2 separate regions of the Gossypium hirsutum genome follow, and region 1 is linked to region 2. A link is a contact called in public Hi-C data. All regions are on one chromosome and are shown on one strand. Each heading gives the region's core, a stretch centred on a gene start, on an enhancer-like site or on the middle of the called end of the contact. The rest is flanking DNA. Distances are from core to core; before and after follow the strand shown. Region 1 holds the start of LOC107920043 (sphingoid long-chain bases kinase 1). Region 2 holds the start of LOC107919824 (pentatricopeptide repeat-containing protein At4g38150).

Region 1 (3,019 bases), core at 229-2,728, 180 kb before region 2:
AAAATCAGAAAAATCTATATAAACTGGTAAGATAAAAGATACAGAACATACCTTAAATATTGGCTCGACAATTCCATGGAAAACTTTACTAGAACGACCCCGACCTGACCTTGGATTCAATATCACAAGCATTTTTGGAGGATTCTTGCATCTGAACACGAGCTCAGGTGGAGTATCCATCGGAAACAATTCAGAAGAAGCTTGCTTCTTCGAAGAAACTAAAGGGTGAGGCAAACAATTGATATAACACTGCAGGTCTGCAAACCCACCAACCCATTGAACCGCCTCTTCTACACTAGAAGCCAAGAATCGAAAATCCTTTTGGCTTCTCTTTGGTTTAATAAAAGCCGAAAAGCCACAAGCACCCTTTTTAAGAGGGTAAGAATGCACGGTGAAATGTCTAACACCAACATTGTAGGATACCTATCAAGATAAAAGAAACTGAATAGGATGATTGCAAACAAAAACCCAAAATTAAACCTTATTCATTGGAATGATCTATTGCAGAGATGAAATATTTACCGAGACAACGTCATCAAGAGACAATACATGTGAACCCCAAACCAATGCCTTGCTAGTCAGTTTAGCAGCAACAGCTTGCTCGTTAGCTGTATCATTAGAAGAATCCTTCTCTACGGTGGAATTATTATTATCATCTGGGACATTCTTTCTCTTATCTAAAATGAGCTTCCCTGAGTAAACTACATAACCAAGCAAATCAGATTTTTCATCCCCTCCACCAATATCGATTCGATGCTCTTCCCTTTTAGATTTATTACCAGTTTGATCGTCCGCGATAGAGGCTTCGCTGCGTTTTGAGAAAGCTTTGGGCTTCTTAGTACGTTTCTCCGGGAACACAATCGGGGAGGAATGAGTAGCTATTTGCGAGCACAAGCTGAGCCGCCTCGACGACTGCTGAGACTGCGGTGGCGGCGACAACGACGGCACTCTCACTGATGGACTGTTACTACTCCTCGACAAGTTCCCACCGCTCTGCATATCCGTTTTAAGGCGCTTCGGCTCCGTGATTGTCACCAACAAATTCCACAACCACGGAGTAGAAATAAATATATGGAAACATACATAAAATAATCTTTTTTTTTCTTCTTAATCCTTATGATGACGATGGGAGCTCGAATTACGGTCAGTGGTGTGTCCAACAGAGCGATTCGTAGGATTAATCTGACAGATCAGCTCGTGAATTTCAAATTTTAGTTTAAAAATAAACTGGGTTTAATCGAAATTTGAGAATAATTTGGAGAGTGAAATGGGAATCGGAACTATTGAAACCCACCTGAAAAGGAAGGAGGAAGCGGGGGCGGCGGCGGTTACGGCGGCGAATCGAGATTCCTGCCGGAAAGAGTTAGGTTTGGATAAAGCGGATTCGTTGATTGTAACTTAAAATTGAAGAAAGCACCTTTGCCTTTTGGGCTCTTCTTATTTTTATTTTAATTTATCTTTGGTCAAATATGAGAACCTACCATTTTCACTTTCTTTTGCATATTTTATTCAACTACTATATGATTGCTCCATTATTTTTTATTATAAAATATCATACTTGTGCTAAACATTCTCATTCTTAATCTTTAAAATATTTAATAAATAACCAAAGCATTAGTAAACAATTATAATCTTTTTGTGATTAAATTTGTAATTTTATAGAAACACCTAATCTTTAAATTTTTCAAATAATAATTATATGTGTTTACGATATAATCCACGTTATTTTAAATATGTACTACCTCATATTTGAGCTGATATTTAATATACAAGTCTTAATAGGTAAGACATGTAGGCATCAGAGTTGGTTGTTCACACAATAGTTGAGTGCTGAGAGTAGCTGGAGAAGGAAAGAGGTGTTTCTCTATATGTGTGTGTGTAAAGAAGGAAGAAGAATATTTATAAGTGAAGGTGGCCCTCATTCAACCTTAGATCTTACATGTGTATAGCACGGCTCTCATTGTGTCGACCATTTAAGGAGCACAATAACCCTCTAGATAGGCAATTATGAAATATACATGGACTAGGCGAAGTCCCATGTATAGTACATGCAAGGAAAGATCCAACATTTACTATTAGTTGTCAAAGTGTTGCTTTTGGTGAGGTCATAGTCGGTAATATCATGATACAACGAGGTAAGGGTGGTGAGATTTTTATTGAGAGAGGTACTGATAACAACAAATTAATATCTACGTTGACAGAAGAACTTGATCGATATTGATATTAATACTTTAAAATTTTAATTACAATGGCTTGAAGTTTGAGAATAATTTAAAATCTTAATCATAGTTTGAGGGTATATAATGCAATTAACCCTAATAACAATAAATTACATTGCATTTTTGTTAGTTGGAGCAGTAAAGAAAATTGAGAAGAAATGCTGCATTTGCAAGTCTTCCCAACGCAGCCAATTTTGACTTCTCTTTTTTTATTTCTTCGAAGAAATTCAAATGAGAGAAAATTTTATTTTATCTTTTTTAACTATCTCATTACAGGTTCTGATAGTATTTATTTTTTTCTTAAATTTACAATAATACCCATATTAATCAAAATAAAAATCAATCGACATTTATTTCTATTTTTTAAAACTTAAACAATTATTATAAAAAAATTTAATTTAAGGTCATGGTGGCCAAAATGGATGAAACAAGAAAATACGGAATCTTTTTGTTTCTACAATATATATTTAATTGCTATTCTGAATCATGTGGATTTAAGTTTTTTTTTTCGAGGTCCAATTAAGATTCCAAAATTTAAAATAAGATTCGAATTTATTTCGAAATAAAAATAAAGTATAATAATTTATTTGGTACTTTAATTTTTTAGAAAATTTATTTTAATTTTTTATTTAATTTTTTGTCTTTTTTAACTCTTAAACTTGTATTATTTGTCAAATTATCCTAAAGTAAATGAAAAAATTAACTTATATTAATTTTGCTGATGTGGTATCCTCATGGAAGTTGATGTGTATGTCACATTAGCAATTAATTAATTTTTTAAAATTAAAAAGTATATAAAG
Region 2 (2,956 bases), core at 421-2,920:
ATGCTAAAATAGCCAAAAACAAATCATGATTATTTCCATGTTCCCCTTTCCTTTTGTTTTCTCTTCTTGTAGTTTAAGGCTAACTCATTTATCAAATCATTTTGCCACATATATTCTAATCTAATTTTAGTTATGACACAACATAGCATCAGTTTTGTGTAGGAGCTACTCAAATAAGAAAAAAAAATGGCACCACCGCTACTTGTATTGATCTATCATGCACGTAACAGCTCAAAAACATACCAACCAACACATTCAGGCAGCAAAATACAAACATGAGAAGTTGTATAAAGAAAGAGGTAACATCCATTCATAAATTCTAAGAATCTTCCATGTAATAGATGTAATTAAATAACAGTAAGCCAAGAAAAAAGGGGCAGGACAAAGAGACTTACAAATTTTAGAAGCCTAACAAAAAAAAAAAAAAACTTAGAATGCTTTCTGAGAGGTTTTCTTCCCAAATATTGCTTCCCAAACCAAAGGTGAAAAAGGAGCCCTCTTATCCAGGAACTGTCTAACAGCTTTATCATTAACCAGAAATCCCTTTTGTTTTAAGGTTCCAATAACATTCACTGCTTCTTCCACACCCTTCTCCTTGCACAATCCATCAACCAAGCCCACAAATGTGGTGACATTTGGAGAATGTCCAGCTTCAACCATTTCCAAACAAAACTCAATGGCATCATCCAAGTGCTTACATTTATACAATCCTTGAATCAAAACAGTATAACTAAAAGCATTGGGGATCACACCTTTTGATTGCATCTTCCTGAAAATTCTCTTTGCATCCTCAAGCTTGTGTGCTTTGCAGAAGCCATCAACAACAGCTGTGTATATTACAACTTCCGGGATTGTACCCTTTTCCCTCATTAATCCAAAAAGCTTCATTGCTTCTTGGATAAGCCCATCTTTACATAAACCATCAAGCATGGCTACAGCATTGGGGATAAGACCTGTCTCTTTCATTTTCTTGAAAATCTCATCAGCATCCTCTGGTGGGGAAAGCTTTTCTTCATGCTCTTTTCTATGCATTGCTTCTGACTCAGAGGGTACTCTTTCTCTCTTGTTTTCAAGCCCAAGCTTGAATTTTTCCAAGAAGTTAACATCAGATTGAGAATCTTCTCTCTTCTTTGTAGGATCAGAAGCAAATTTGGCATTGGGGGATTGAAACGAGGAACGATTACGATCAAAGCTGGCTCCTTCGGTTTCTCTAAAAGACGGATTGAAAGGCCTTCGACCCCTTAAGGGTCGTTTGGAAATATGTTCGGTAGCCCCATCATCATCCTCATTGCTCCTGATGGATTCATTTTCAGTGATGGGTCGTTTTATATCGCTGAAAAGGCGCGTTTGCAAGACACATGATGAAGGTGCTGCCCTTGAAACGGGGTGATGGGGCCTCAAAGTTAAAACCTTCATCAGCTTCGTTAAAACCCGCCGAGCTTGTGATGATTCCATATTGCAGCACTGGTTTCTAGTACCAAAGGCTGTTCTTTTTCTTCTTCAATGCAAGGAAAACTGCTATGGGTTTCACAGGGAATGTTAGGGTTTTGAGCCCCCAAAAAGTACCAAAGGCTGTTTTTTTCTACAATTCAAAGAAACAACAATGGGTTTGACAGGGAACGAGGGTTTAAGCTTAGGGAAGTTAGGTTTTTTTAGCCCAAAAGAAAACAAAGGGGAAAAGTTTAGACCTTTAGGGGTAAAACAGTACTTTAAATACAAGCATGAAGGGTAATAGCGGTAATATGGGGAGCAAAAGTGAGCAACTTCTTGTTTTTCTTTCAGCGGTAAACTAAGACCCCATTAGCGAAGGGGCACTGGATATTAAGATAAGGTTTTATAAAATACCCAGAGTCAGAGCTCAAAGCTCCTTTTCCACGCCATTAGCTTATGAAGCTCTAATGCACCCACAACCTAGTCACTTGCAGAGAGCACTTGGGTTTTGCCTTTGTTTTTCACTATTTCAGTTTCAATAGGTAAAGGTAATGTTGCATCTTTCAATCAACCTCAGAAACCCACTGTAAAATTGTCTGTGTTTCTTTCTTTCTTTCTTTCTTTTTCTCTATTTTGTTTAGAACACTCTCTTGGGAAACCTTTGCTTTGTTGCTTGGTGTCATTCACTTGATGAAATTCTATTATCAATTGTTTGTTTCTTGCAGCCCCTTGAATCCATCTTCTTTTTTTACTGTTATTTAGTAATTTATCTTTGTAAGAATCTTCCTTCAAGAGGCACCATTTTTTTTCATTGCTTGCTTCTTTTGATGATAATTCCAGGGAAGCTAACTTGTGCTTTCCAGCTTCTTAACTATGGCTCCATTGCAACATAATTTACTTTTTTAGTCTTCAAGTGAATGTGAATTTATATGATTGTTTCTAGAGTTAATGTCATTTATCTGCTTGTGCCTTTGTTGCAGACATGGATGTTACTAGCTGTCAAAATGGTGGTAGCATCATGTGGTTCTTCAGAGACAAAGGTTTTGATGATAAAAGCATCAATGAAATGTTCAAGAAATGTAAGCGCCTTCAACGCGTGCACAAGGAAAGAGCCTCCGAAAACTGGTCTTACCTGAAAAGCATTGGTATTCAAGAGAGAAAGCTACCTTCTGTTGTTTCCAAGTGCCCCAAAATCCTTGCCCTTGGTCTATATGAGAAGCTTGTCCCCATGGTAGAGTGCCTTGCTACGCTAGGAACCGAACGCCGCGAAGTTGCTTCTGCCATTGCTAGATTCCCTCAAATAGTCTCACACAGTGTGCAAGAGAAGCTTTGCCCACTCTTGGCTTTCTTTCAAGCATTGGGAGTCTCTGAAAGGCAACTAGGCAAAATGATATTGCTAAATCCTAGGCTTATCAGTTATAGCATTGAATCTAAACTCACAGATATTGTTAACTTCCTTGCCACACTTGGCCTTACCAGAGAATGGATGATCGGTAAAGTTCTGGCAAAATACCCGTTTATAATG

The links. A called contact is a pair of places that touch in the nucleus more often than the background predicts.
Region 1: a contact with region 2 is called in a Hi-C map of leaf, with 4 times the contacts expected there. The contact joins the promoter of LOC107920043 here to the promoter of LOC107919824 in region 2. A contact is called at or near these places in 6 of 34 Hi-C or Micro-C datasets (all in leaf).

What each region holds. Positions count from the first base shown.
Region 1 is chrD13:8,450,327-8,453,345 of Gossypium_hirsutum_v2.1, reverse strand. It overlaps LOC107920043 (sphingoid long-chain bases kinase 1), which reads right to left and starts at 1,478. Exons shown (of 9, transcript XM_041110183.1): 1 at 1,295-1,478; 2 at 523-1,182; 3 at 52-423. The coding sequence starts at 999.
Region 2 is chrD13:8,270,567-8,273,522 of Gossypium_hirsutum_v2.1, reverse strand. LOC107919824 (pentatricopeptide repeat-containing protein At4g38150) reads right to left here and starts at 1,670. Exons shown (of 2, transcript XM_016849205.2): 1 at 753-1,670; 2 at 312-650. The coding sequence starts at 1,455. The coding sequence ends at 430. LOC107919825 (transcription termination factor MTERF6, chloroplastic/mitochondrial) reads left to right here and starts at 1,821. Exons shown (of 3, transcript XM_016849207.2): 1 at 1,821-1,979; 2 at 2,412-2,956. The coding sequence starts at 2,414.